Regions from separate parts of the Mus musculus genome. Here region 2 is linked to region 1. A link is a contact called in public promoter capture Hi-C data. All regions are on one chromosome and are shown on one strand. Each heading gives the region's core, a stretch centred on a gene start, on an enhancer-like site or on the middle of the called end of the contact. The rest is flanking DNA. Distances are from core to core; before and after follow the strand shown. Region 1 holds the start of Smad9 (SMAD family member 9). Region 2 holds the start of Sertm1 (serine rich and transmembrane domain containing 1).

Region 1 (5,617 bases), core at 757-3,256:
TCAACTGATGACCGTGCTGAGTGTGAGTAAGCTTTCCGTCACTGTGACAACTGAAGCGGAGGAAAAGCTTATTTTGACTCTGAGGTTTGGCTCTGATTGGGCCCATGGAGGGAGCATGTGTCAAAGGAAGATGAGGTCACTTCATGGCCATCCAGAGAAGGAGCCAGGGTACTTATACCCTCTTCAGTTTTATGTTGCCAGTAAGGGAAACTTCTCTAACAAACCACTTCCCAACACTGCCACTCATTGGAGCCCAGGCAGGTGTGTTTCATACACAGATTTGCAGGGTACTTCGGAGCCCAGCTGTAGCACTGTGCGTCTAACAGATGTGGGCAGAAGTAGGAACAGCAAGGATGCTCACAGTCTTCCCAATTGGTATATTCTCCCAGAAAATTTTAGCTGTGCTTTTTTTTTTTTTTCAGGTCCCTAACCAAATTTATAAGGGAATTACCACCTCATCACAACTGTTGACAGTCTGGTTTCCTGTGCATTTCTGTAACACAGTGCTGTGGTGGAAGAGAATTATGTTCCTATTATATGATTAAAAAAAAAAAAACGCAGAAGAAGATAGATTAGAGAGGAGAATTTTTATAACCAGGGTGGTCAAAAGAATCCATCAGCGTGTGTTCTTCTCCAGGGCTGGTGTTTGCCCTTTCTTGAATCCCACCAGGTCTTACTGTTTTATCTCCCTAACCTTTAGGGAGTAAAGTCCAGAAAGGGCAGAGGACACACAAAGGCCCGTCCCACCCCTACCCCTTCCTACATGTCTCTTGACTTCTGTGAACTCACAGCCTCCATTGTGGAAGCTTGAGCCTGCTTAGCAGAGGTCTTCCAACAGTTTGTGCTTCTTCCGAATCTGATTGGATCACTTCTTTCTTTAATATCATTTCTGGGAGGGGGGTGGAATCCCTGAGCTGCAAGGTATCGATTCAGAGAACCTAATTAGTTTACTTGCCTCTAAATATACACAAAGCACAGCCCTCTTCCAGCCCATGGCTTGGAACGTTCCACCACCACCGGACAGTATTTCTTCTGGGGTTTCTTCCTCTCCAGGTCAATCAGAAACCTATCATAGCTCGGTTACAGCAGGGTAGATGAGCCAGGTGTAGAAAGACACTTTCGATTTGAAGTTAAAGAGGCATTTAAACTTCTGCGATCTGTTTTTACAAGCAAGGCCCTCCTAGGCTACACTTGGATGATGATGCAAAACTACCCGTGTTCCAGAAAGCGGAGGTTTGAGGATTAGAAAAAGAAGTTCAACCGAAGGACCTTCGTTTACATTTCAAAGGTGCCTTGGCCTCTTAGTGGACATTTGTGTTCTGGGGCTGACTGAGGTGGCCCTGTACCATCCTCTTCCTCTTGGAAGACCTATAAGGAGGTTTGGTGAGGGATCAAAGGCCTTCGGCATACCGGTGCCACTTTCCAAGCGGCTTTTCAGAGGCAGGCAACCTAGGAGATAGCCAGGCCACTGGGCAGGAAGGTTCCTCGTGCCCATGATGTATATCATGAGTAGATTAGGTAGCATGTATTCTACGCTGGATAAGAAATCACAACCTACATATTATAGAACTGGTTTGAAACTCTGCTTGCCACTCAGCTCGTTTAGATGTTCTTGGGCTGATGCCAGGGCCAGTCATGCCTCAGAGGAACAGACAGCCAGTAAGCGTGGCCTCCAGGGACCAGGACTCTGCGGTTCAGGAGACAGGCATGGTTGGTGGTCCTGTCTGCCTCTCCTGGAGCAAGGGGAGGGGAGGACAACCGCCCCCCTCCCTCTGCTGCCTACAGCCTGTCCAGGTGGGAAGGACATTTTCTGGGGATGACCCGGAGACTCCTCTGTCCCTGAAGGCTCTCTGCAGGCATGATGTGCAGAGCGGGCGGGTGCGCGGCGGGGCGGGGAGCGTGGCGCGGCCAGGGCGCTTGGCCCCTCCTGGCTGGGGCTGCGCGCACGGCCGCCTGGCGCCCTTCCAGCGCGGCGCACTCACGCGGGCGGCCGAGGAGGAGGCTCCAGCCTGACTGACGCCTCTGGAGCCGCTGTCTCGGTCCCGCCGCCGCCCGGCCGACCCTGCAGCTACCGCGCAACCGGAGTGCGCGGGGGGCACGCGTGGCACCTCTCGGACAGGTAAGCGCTGCCATGCCGCGGGCGTGGGCACTCGGGAGGCCCCTGAGGTCCCCAGGCGTGGGACTTGGTTCTCCGTGGAGAACCTGGGTGGTGTCTGTAGTGTGCGAGGGCTCCGCGGCATCCCAGCACCTGGGACCTATGGCGCGACGCGTGACCCGGGGCGTGGGCAGGGATGCGGGATGCGCGTGGGCCGAGTGCAGAAGGATGCACACTGTCCTGTACCCAGGGACAGGCGCCCTGGAGCTCAGCTCCGGGAAGTAGTCCTTTGCTGCAGAGCATGACAGTAAAGAGGCTAGTGTGAGTGCGTGTAAGGTAGTTATTGTGACTCTGGGGGAGATTTTAAAACTCCAGGGCACCCTTGGCTACGAAGCCTTATTTCATACTCATGTCATTTTTTTTTTCCTTCTCTGCTTACCTTTGAGGCATACACAGTGAGAAAGAGAAGAAAAAAAGTTAGGAATGTTGAGTGTCTGTAGCTGTTGGGTTGTGTTTGTCTTCTCCTGGGCCTACCATTGGGTGCCAGCGCTGCGCAGACAGGAGGGGGCGAGGTGGGGACAGATGCAGGCGACTGACTGACGCCGGCCTTGTGGGAGGCGTGTGGGGAACCTTCTTAAGGGTGGCTAATCGCTGCACTTCTTACTCCCTCCCCTCTCTCCCTCTCTCTACCATGGCAATTTAAAATGATAGTTTTGAGGTCCTCCGTTAGCGTCAGCCTATCTCTGGACTGGAACTGGTCCTCCTGAGAAATAACCTACAAATGAAGTGGATCTCCTTTTGGAAGCAAATTGTATGTAATTCGGTCAAATGCACAGCCACAGAACACTAGGAATCATTTTTACTTTTATGGCTTGCTGACGACGTTCTGTAAAAATGTAATTAGCAACGGGAGTGGAGAATAACGGTAGTCTTCGGCCCTTTAAATCATTGCCGCTTCCTAGGCCACTCCTCGGGAGGATTTGTGGTTGTGAAATGTGCTAGCATGCCTGTCAATGAGAAGGAATGCCTTCGGATGTTTACACTTAAAAAACTATTCATTTATATTTTAAAAAGGAAATAAAAATTCAGCCCTAGCACACTCTCTAGCAAACGACCAGGATTCAATGCTCTGCCTTTAGAAAGCCAGGAACATGAGTTTAGATCTGTGGTTGATTATCCAAGGACATCACAGTTAAGAAACCGGTGTGGTAGTTTATAAATAAGGAACCTTTAAAATATGCTAAGATTATCAAGGTGTCAAGTATTTCTGAAAACAGACTCCTTGGTGACAAGGCAGCTTCCTGCAAGCCAGCCTTTTCTGAGTCTTTCCTGACACTGAGGCCCCCCACTTTTATGCTTGAGTGGTTGGCTTTGTCGGGTTGCTCCCCTCTCCTCCCCTCACCCCCCTACCCCCACCCAGTTTGAGCTATGCTTTGGAGAATGTTTGCCTAGTCTGGATCCAGCAAGCTCACTTACCAGTGGAGTTGTCTAAAAATCAGAGACAAATTAAAGTTAACCTTAAGCACTTGTCAAGTCTTTTAAAGTCAGCATGAGGCACTTGGTGTTTTCTTTATCAAATATTTCTTTTGCTTTTACTGACATATTCCCCAGCTAATGGGCAAATCAGAAAATATTCACTGGTATAAACTTCTGTGTCTCTGATACCCTAAGATGTAGGAAGAAAAAGAAGAAACATTTCTATTATAGGAAACGTCACCCCAGATATCTAAGCATTGAATAAATGGTAAATTTGTGTATCTTTTCTGGCCAGGTGGCCAAATTGGAGGAGGAGGAGAAAAAAAAAATCAAAGAAATTATTCTTTCGTATGAATAAAAGAATTCAATATCAGTTTTACAAATAATTGGGTTCTGATGGGCGAGAGTGCAACGTTCTTTGCCGAGTTGGAGAGAGATGGTCACTGGCGAATGAAGGCAGCTGATTCTATCTGACCTTCCCTCCCTAGTACAAGAAAACAATTTCATCATCTTGCTTTAATATGATCTAAATTATACTTACCCAGGGTGGGAAGGTCAGAGTTATGATATAAATATTCTTGGGTTTTATTTTTTTTTTTGAAACATGGCATTAAATCCCAATGTTTTGACAGAGCTTAGCGTAGACTTCTGTTTATTCTTGTGCGTACGGAGGAATCCAGAAATGGGTGTATCCAGAATAAACCAGCAAACTGGGTGTAGGTTGAAAGCACGAATCTCCTCAAATTGTTGTAATTCTGGGCCGTTGGGTTTTTATTCCCTTTATTACCGTTGTTAGTGATTTGGAAAGTTGCCTAAATTTTATTTCGATGCTGTGAGCAGACAGGAGGGTGTTGTGTTAACCTGAGGGGTGTTTGTGTAAGAACAGGGACATAGAAAAATAAACAAATATTCCCTGGCAATCAACTAACCTTTAAAAGCAAATATTCCAGTAAAGCATGCCTGTGCCAACTAAATAAAGTACTTAGGATTTTAAGAGTAATGCCAGCATTAGATGTTATCAGGACCATGCAAACTGGGTTTTCGTCTTCATGTGTCTTCACCCTGCCAGCACCCAGCCTAGGTCCCCTGGTCTGCCTCATACAGGGTGTCCCTGGCCAGGCTTATTTTCCCATGCCTCCCATTGGGGTTACAAGAGTGAATTACAGCTTCCCACGCAAACCCAGACTTTCCTTTTATCGGCCTATTTCCTTGAACCCAGGCTCAGTCTCAGAATGCCTTTCCCTCTGGCCTCACCTCCCATCAGATCCCTATATTTGCTGGACACCTCCTCATTTTGTCGGCTCTGCCCAAGTGCTATAGTCACGGTCACGGACTTTTCTCAGACAACCTTAGTGGTGGGTATGTCCTCCGAGCCTATGTCGCTTTGCACAACGTGCTCACCTATTTCTTCCTTATTCCCTCCTTTACTGTTAACTGCAGTGCTTGGCTCAGGACTTAGTCAATAAATATTAATTAAATGAAAAACTCTCTTTATTGAACCCGGGTCCCTTCTGAAATAAAATCTATAAAAGCATTTCACCCACAGACTAGGTCTTAAAAGCCCATCCTTCAAAGCCACTGTGCAGGTAAGCCGAGGCCTTGTGAAGAAGTGGGGAGCTGATGTCAGCCCACAGGGGACAGCATCCTGAGCTCAAGCCACCCCTGTGGGCCTCCCCCCCACCCCAGGGAACACTGCGGCTGAGCTGTTCGGTCAGGAAAGTTCAGTGACAACTGTTATTGAAATAGAAATTTTCCATATTAGATTCACTATATAGACAATGCAAGCTTTTTAGGAAAAAAAATCCAGATTTTAATACAATATAGCCACCACAATAAAACTCTAATTTGATTTTAACAAGAGAATTGTTGACACAGTCCGCTGGTTCCCCCCTCAAAATTGGCAATGCATGTGTGTGAGTGTGTGTGTTCGAACTCCTGATTTGAGCTTTTACTTGGTTAGAGCTGGGTGCTCAGGGATCCTTAATGTGTATCAAGGGCTGCTCACTGATCTAAGATGGAGTTAGTGCATGGCAGGGTGAAAACTAG
Region 2 (6,555 bases), core at 1,132-3,631, 160 kb after region 1:
TAAGTTCAATGTAAAAAAATCACTATATAAAATAGGAATGCTAAAATATAAGTTCAGGGAGAAGATCAAATCTAGAACTACCATCAAGTGAACTCCAAACTGATCCTGCTGGAAACCGAGGCCAGATGAGAGGATTTCACTTGGGGTGGGCTTATGTTTCACTCTTAGGATGAATGATAACTTCAAGGTTACTAAGTGACTCACACATACAATTAATCATGGTGACCAATCGCCTCCTCCTTCATTTATCTGCCTCAATAAGTAAGATAGAGGAAGACAGGAAGAGGAATTCAGAAAGCTTGCAGACAAATCTACTGGTGCCAAGCACAATAGCACAGTTGCTCTCTCTTAACATCAGATCCACTTGTGACATACAAACATCCAGTCAAATCAGGCAAGCCGAACTGACCAAGGCAAAGGAGAACAGAGCCCATCTTACCTGACATCAAGCTTCTTCAGTGGCAGTCATGAATGTGCTCTGAGCTGGTTTTCAGAGAACTTTGCTTTTTACAGGGGAATAAAGGTGAGAAATAAGCACCCCCCCCCTAACTCAAAACACAAAATGGAATACTCTACCCACTTCTTGGAGTTTAGAGGTCCCAGAATATTAATGGACTGGGCTGGTCTTTCTCCATCTCCACTTTGCCCAGCATTTCAAGGTGTTGGGGTTACAATCCCATCACTGGGCAACTTCATTTACAAGCATCTCGATTTGTTCTTGATAATGTGTGTGTGTGTGTGTGTGTGTGTGTGTGTGTGTGTGTGTGTGTGTGTGTATGTCGGAGCTGGGAAAAGAAGTCTCTCCAGCCAAAATGAAGCATATTCAGTAACAGGCCAGTATATTAGACTAAATCACAAAGGAATATTAGTTATGATATAGCTGGCCAACGAGGACAATTAAATATGATTTTAATGCAGTTTTAAGGACAGTGTATTGGGCAGTAGGATGGCAGAAAAAAAGTAAATGTTTTAGGAAAAGACTCAACAGTCTTGTCTCTTTCCTGTTGCCTGCACAGTGAATCGGAGGCACAGAAACGGAAAAGTATCCTAGAACAAGCATCCTAAGGAGTGGTTTCTGGGTGGACCTCAGTTCAGGGCCTGCAGTTGTCCATTCACCAGCATTGGGAGCAGTTGTCCATTCACCTGCTCTGGTACCTGCATTGGGAGCCAAGTCCAACAGGATAGCTTTGACCTTCCTCTAAACAAAGCACTGTGAGACAAGACCCACTGAATTGAAGTGCTTCAACAGAACATTCTTGCCAGGAAGACAAATCGGCAGAGAAAACGGAGGACATTAAGAAACAGACCTAGTCCCTGGAGTCCCTGACACTAAACCTGGGGGAGCCCCCGGCACCAGACACCTGACCGCACAAGGCACACAGGCACAGTCCACAAACCTGATCTTCAAGACGTTTCTGCGAATGAATGTGGCTCTCTGTTCTCTCAGGAGGAGGGAGTGTTGCTTTTTCTTCGGTCTTAATGAGAACTCAAACATTTGCCCATAATGCGCGCACCTCCCGCTTGCCTGGGAGGTGCAGGACTGCAGGCAATCTCGCCTCTCACATCCCGGGAAAGAGAAGGGTTGAGAGTGAATTGCTTACCCGGTTTTGGGGGGAGCTAAGAAAGCTCCGCTGGGGAACCCAAGAGTTCAGCGGGAAGAACTTATCCGAATTCGCAGCCAGGCGAGGAGACTCAAGGGAATACAGGACAGAGAAACGCCAGCCGTCAATGTGCCTGTGGCGACTCCCCAGGAAAAGCAGATGACCCTAGAAATAAAGAAATGCTCTCATACACCTCAAACCCCACACAAAAGGCATCAGAAACGTATTACAAAGTGTAAACTGCCCGCAGAGGAATCATCCTTTGCAGCAGCGCGGACTGGAGGGCAGACTTTCCTGACTCCCCGAGCCCAGGAATCAGGCGGGTCATCCCAGGGCCAAGGACATTGCCTGCCCGGCCCCTGGTGAATCCAGCTGTAGTTGGCTGGCCCAGTCTCCCAGAGACCCTGAGAGCTGGGCTTCCGGGGCCAGCTAAGAAAAGAAAAGATTCGGGAGGCGTTCCACAGCAAGGAGCCAAATCTCAAGTAGTCCCAGGAGAGTCGGGATGAAGCATCCCGAAGCTAAGGAACCCCCTGCCACCCTAGGCGGGGCGTCCGGAGGCCCTCTCTAGGGACCAGCCCACTGCCATTGCTCTGTGACCGGTTCGTTTTAGTTCCCAACTCTTGTGCTCACTGATGTGCAGATCTGGACTCCGGCGCTGGGGTGGGGCAGCGGCCCTGTCTTGACGACGTGCGCCCCACGACGATCCTAGGGAATGCACCTCGCGGGGGCGCGGAGCGAGAGCAGAGCGCACGAGCGGCGAGCGCAATGGGAGTGGGCACCCGGTAGGCTGCGCTGGGCTCTGCGCTGTCCCTCCTCCCTCCGGGGCCATGCGACCAATGGCAGAGAGCTGGGCCCACTCCCCGCCGCCAGGCAGCCCAGGCGCTCTGGAGCTAGGACAGCACGGCGTTCTAACGAGGGAGGAGCTTACACCCTGGTTGGAGGACGAGGAGGCGTTTGCGCGGGGAGCCCCATCTGGGGAAGGCAGGTGTGGTGTGCTGAACTTTTGTGGCGATATGTGGTGGGCTTCAGTTTTTTTTTCCCCCCTAGGCTCAGGGGAAAGCATCCCTTTCCTGTCAAAGTTTCCCTTCTTATGTCTTTACGAGTCCTGCGCAGCCTCCACTCCAAAAGGGCGAGCTGCAAGGGACATCGCCTTCTATGATGAATTTCACCTCAGCCCCCTCCCCCATTCAGTCTTTCTCCTTCCCGCCCTCTCAGTCCTCTGAGAAACCATCTAATGAATGAATAGAACCATGGTTTCTACGACCGCCAGTCACACAGATAATCATTAAAGACTACACGGATAAATGTCACAATCCTATAAAGGAACGATGGAACGGGAGCCTTCCGTGCCTGGGCTTGTTTAGATGCTTTGGGGAGAAGAGAAGCTTGGTTTCTTTGGTGTCTTGGGTTCTTTTTTATTCAAAGACCCAGTTGGCTCCCTGGTCTATATGATCTGAAGCACTGAGCTCTGGGACATGTTGGTTACTTTTTGTTGATGGATTTTCACCCGGAGGACCGCCCCCCCCCCCCATTTTTTGGCTTAAAAGTGAACCAACAAAGCACTGGGCTGCCTAAATCTTCGTGACAGCTCGTTGTTCACCAGTGCCTAGCTCCTGGATTACACTGTTTCTGTCCACGTTTATTGGTTTTCCAGGTAGAGACAGGCATGGGGCCTAACTCTGAGACACCGTTGTGATAAAAGCTATGCTGTCTCTGTTCTGCTTGTCCTGGGCATGTGAGTCTTTTCTATGTGGATATGCGTGTGCCTCACTTAAGATGAGGGGGAGGGGGACGTGTGGTGGAACTGAACATGGAGCTCAGATGGTGGAGCACTCGAACAGCTAGAGACTTTGGAGTCCACTCCCAGCACCACATAAACTCAGCATGGTGGCACTTACTTGTACTCCCAACACTTTAAAGGTGGAGACAGAGTTCAAGGCCATCTTTAGCTATGGAGCCAGGACCAAGGTAGCCTTGTCTGAGACTCCATCTCATTTAAAATAAAATAAAAATGTAGGGGGAGCTGAATGAGCTGTATTGTCAAGAGAGCAAGTTCAAAGACGCTTCTCTCCAAACATTTGTACTCCAGAGCTCACCTACTTTTTGTTTGCTTGATTTTGAGATAAGGGCTCACTCTATGACCTAGGCTGGTCTTTGACCCACTGTGTAGCCCAAGCCCATCTCACAATGATGGTCTTTCTGATTTAGCATCCCAAGTGCCTGGTTGGTAAACCTCAACCATTTGCTCATTGCCACTTCTATGAATTCAGTTACATCATCTACTGACCGCTATGCTTGTTGCTTTCTTTGTCATTGTGACACAGACCAGAGTAACCCAAAGAAAGGAGCCTCTATTGAGAAAGTGCCTCCATCAGATCTGCCTATGTGCAAGTCTATGGGGACAGTTTCTTGCTCCGTTATTGATGTGAGAGGACCCAGCCCACTGTGGGCAGCATTAACCCTGATTAGGTGACCCTTGGCTGTCTAAAAAGGCAGGTTGAGCAAGCCCTCAGGAGCAAGCCAATAACCAATGCTCCCTCCTGGTTTCTGCTTCAGTTTTGGCCTCCAGGGTCTTGTTTGAGTTCCTACCCCAACTTTCCTTCAGGATGGACTGTAACCTATAAGTCAACCCCCTTTCTCCCCAGGTTTTGCAAAGCAGACTCAAACAGTCCCCTGCTCGCTAACTGTTCAGTAAATTCTATCTTGCATCTTCACCTCTCTTCCTCCTGAGCAGCAATATCCATTACATTAGGTTGGAATATAGAGAAATGTTTTACCATCTAAAGACAAATCCTCTACGCCATCAGAAATCTTGTCGTGAGACAGCTGCCTTTTCTTACACAGCACTTGGGAAACTCTCAGGATTCAAAGAGGAGAGTTAAAGCTGTCAGCCTTCAGGATAGTTGTCCTCAAACATCTCTGTATCTAAGATCTCTAGCCACAGCTTCATAGTCTTCTTCCACGTTCCATGTATTTCTAGTTCAGAGTCTCCATTGAGAACCCTGCAGAGGACCCGTGAGTTTCAGAGAGAGAAGGAAGAGGATTGTTGTCCTCTTGGCGCTTTCTGTTTAGATTGGCATAAGCTGGTTTCTTTTCTCTATTTTACCTTTGGTGGCAAGGTAGGGCACTTTCCTTGGTTTTCTTTGATGCCCATTTTATAAGGCTTTCATCTACACACCCCAAACTATGTTAGTATTATAGTTTCCTGAGGCTTGTATAACAAGTGGTCACTTAAGAAGTGACAAGATGGCTTAAAATGGGAAACATCAAAATGTCACCTGGTCCCTTGTGGAAGCCCAAAGAGAGTTGCTGCATGCCTTTCTCCTAGATCCTGGCTCCCTTTGTGGCCCTCAGCCTGTAGGCAAATGGATCATCCCAGTCTCCAGCCATCTTCATCTTCTCTCTGTTTCTTTTTCTCTTCTCTTAGGAGGAGGACTGTATTAGCTCAGAGTTTCTCTCCAAAATAGCAAGACAGTGTTTTAAATTCTTAACTAGAACTTCAGACATCCCCCAAGTACACATTCATAGGTTCTAGATGTACATATACTTTGGAGCAACATCACTCAGTCTTTATAGATGGTTAATGATTGACTAAGCTCTTTGCTTTGGGGCTAGGACATTTGACATCAGGTAGACTCTCATGATGTTAGGTCATTAGGTCATTATCAGAGTCAATTTACTAACACTACCCAAGGGGAACAGGGGATTCTCTATGGTCTAGAGAACACATGTTAGTGTATTTCAGGGCCTTTGTATATTTAACAATTGTGTATAACTCTTCCTTACCCCCTTTCTTTGACTTAAAATTGATTAATAATTATACCTCCTAATTTAAATGATATAAAACATCTGTAGTGAAGGTAGTGAAAACTGAATAGTTGGGTGATATGTTAATCAATGTTCTTCTTTTAATTCATGACAAATACCTAGGAAATGTTAAACATCCAGTTTACTTACAGGGACTGCCTTCAGATGATGACAAGGTAGCACCAGAAGGAGATTTGCCAGCAGTCTCAGGAGACATGGCTTCTGGGAAAGCTAACCCCTTCACTAGAGACATAGCTTCTGTGAAAGCTAACCCCTTCACCCAATTCAGTCTTATCAAGGGAGAAGTGGGTGTAGAAAATATGTGGAACTTAGAATAACAGAGAATCATGAAATCCCGACACTGACACTTACAATGCGTGTGCTGGTGATACAACTCAACTATATAAACTCTTGGAGCCTTGATCTAGCAAGTGAATAGAATGGCGTCTGCTTTATGAAATTGTTGCCAAAAATGTTAAGGCACACATGTGCAAAGTGGTACCAGTGTAAGTTTGCTAGAGGTCAGAATATAGTGCACGTTTACAAATATTACCTCAGGCTGGAGAAACGATTCAGTGGCTAAGAGCACTGTGTCATCACAGAAGACCTGGGTTCAGTTCCCTGCACCTATACCTGTAATTCTAGGGCATTTGATACCCTCTCTTCTGGCCTCTGTGAGGACTGCACACATGTAGTATACATACATACATGCAGACAAAACACTCATACACATAAAATAAAAGCTTTGAAAATTTCATTTTTTTCTTCCTTGCTACCATTAAAGCAACATTCAAAGGTCCTCTGTCCATTCACTAATATTCCCCTCGATTGTGGGCATCTTACATCTCCTGCAGCTCTCCAACTCTGTCCCCCTTTTCTGTACCTCCCCATCCCTACCTTCTCTCTCTGGATCCCACCTTTCAGTCTTCAAGTAATCTTCTCATTTCACCTGCCACAATTTTAAAAATTGGTGCTCTCTGAAAGTGTCTGAGAAAATAACTCTAAGAAAATTATAGATCATAACAATTTTACGATGTGTCAATATGCTTTTGTTGTTGTTGCTTATATCATGATGTTCTACAAAGCATGGAAAATTTTATGGCATCTGATGTTACAGACAAATTGCTGGTCTAAAGTTTTACTAAAT

The links. Promoter capture Hi-C pulls out the DNA fragments that hold promoters and counts their contacts.
Region 2: a contact with region 1 is called in a promoter capture Hi-C map of hippocampal neurons, with 2.1 times the contacts expected there. The contact joins the promoter of Sertm1 here to the promoter of Smad9 in region 1. A contact is called at or near these places in 2 of 39 promoter capture datasets (embryonic stem cells and hippocampal neurons) and 1 of 9 other capture datasets (adipose tissue).

What each region holds. Positions count from the first base shown.
Region 1 is chr3:54,753,576-54,759,192 of GRCm38.p6, forward strand. Smad9 (SMAD family member 9) reads left to right here and starts at 2,007. Exons shown (of 6, transcript NM_019483.5): 1 at 2,007-2,119.
Region 2 is chr3:54,913,506-54,920,060 of GRCm38.p6, forward strand. Sertm1 (serine rich and transmembrane domain containing 1) reads right to left here and starts at 2,382. Exons shown (of 3, transcript NM_177854.4): 1 at 2,232-2,382; 2 at 1,602-1,766. Gm31358 (a long non-coding RNA gene) reads left to right here and starts at 2,514. Exons shown (of 4, transcript XR_375676.2): 1 at 2,514-2,586.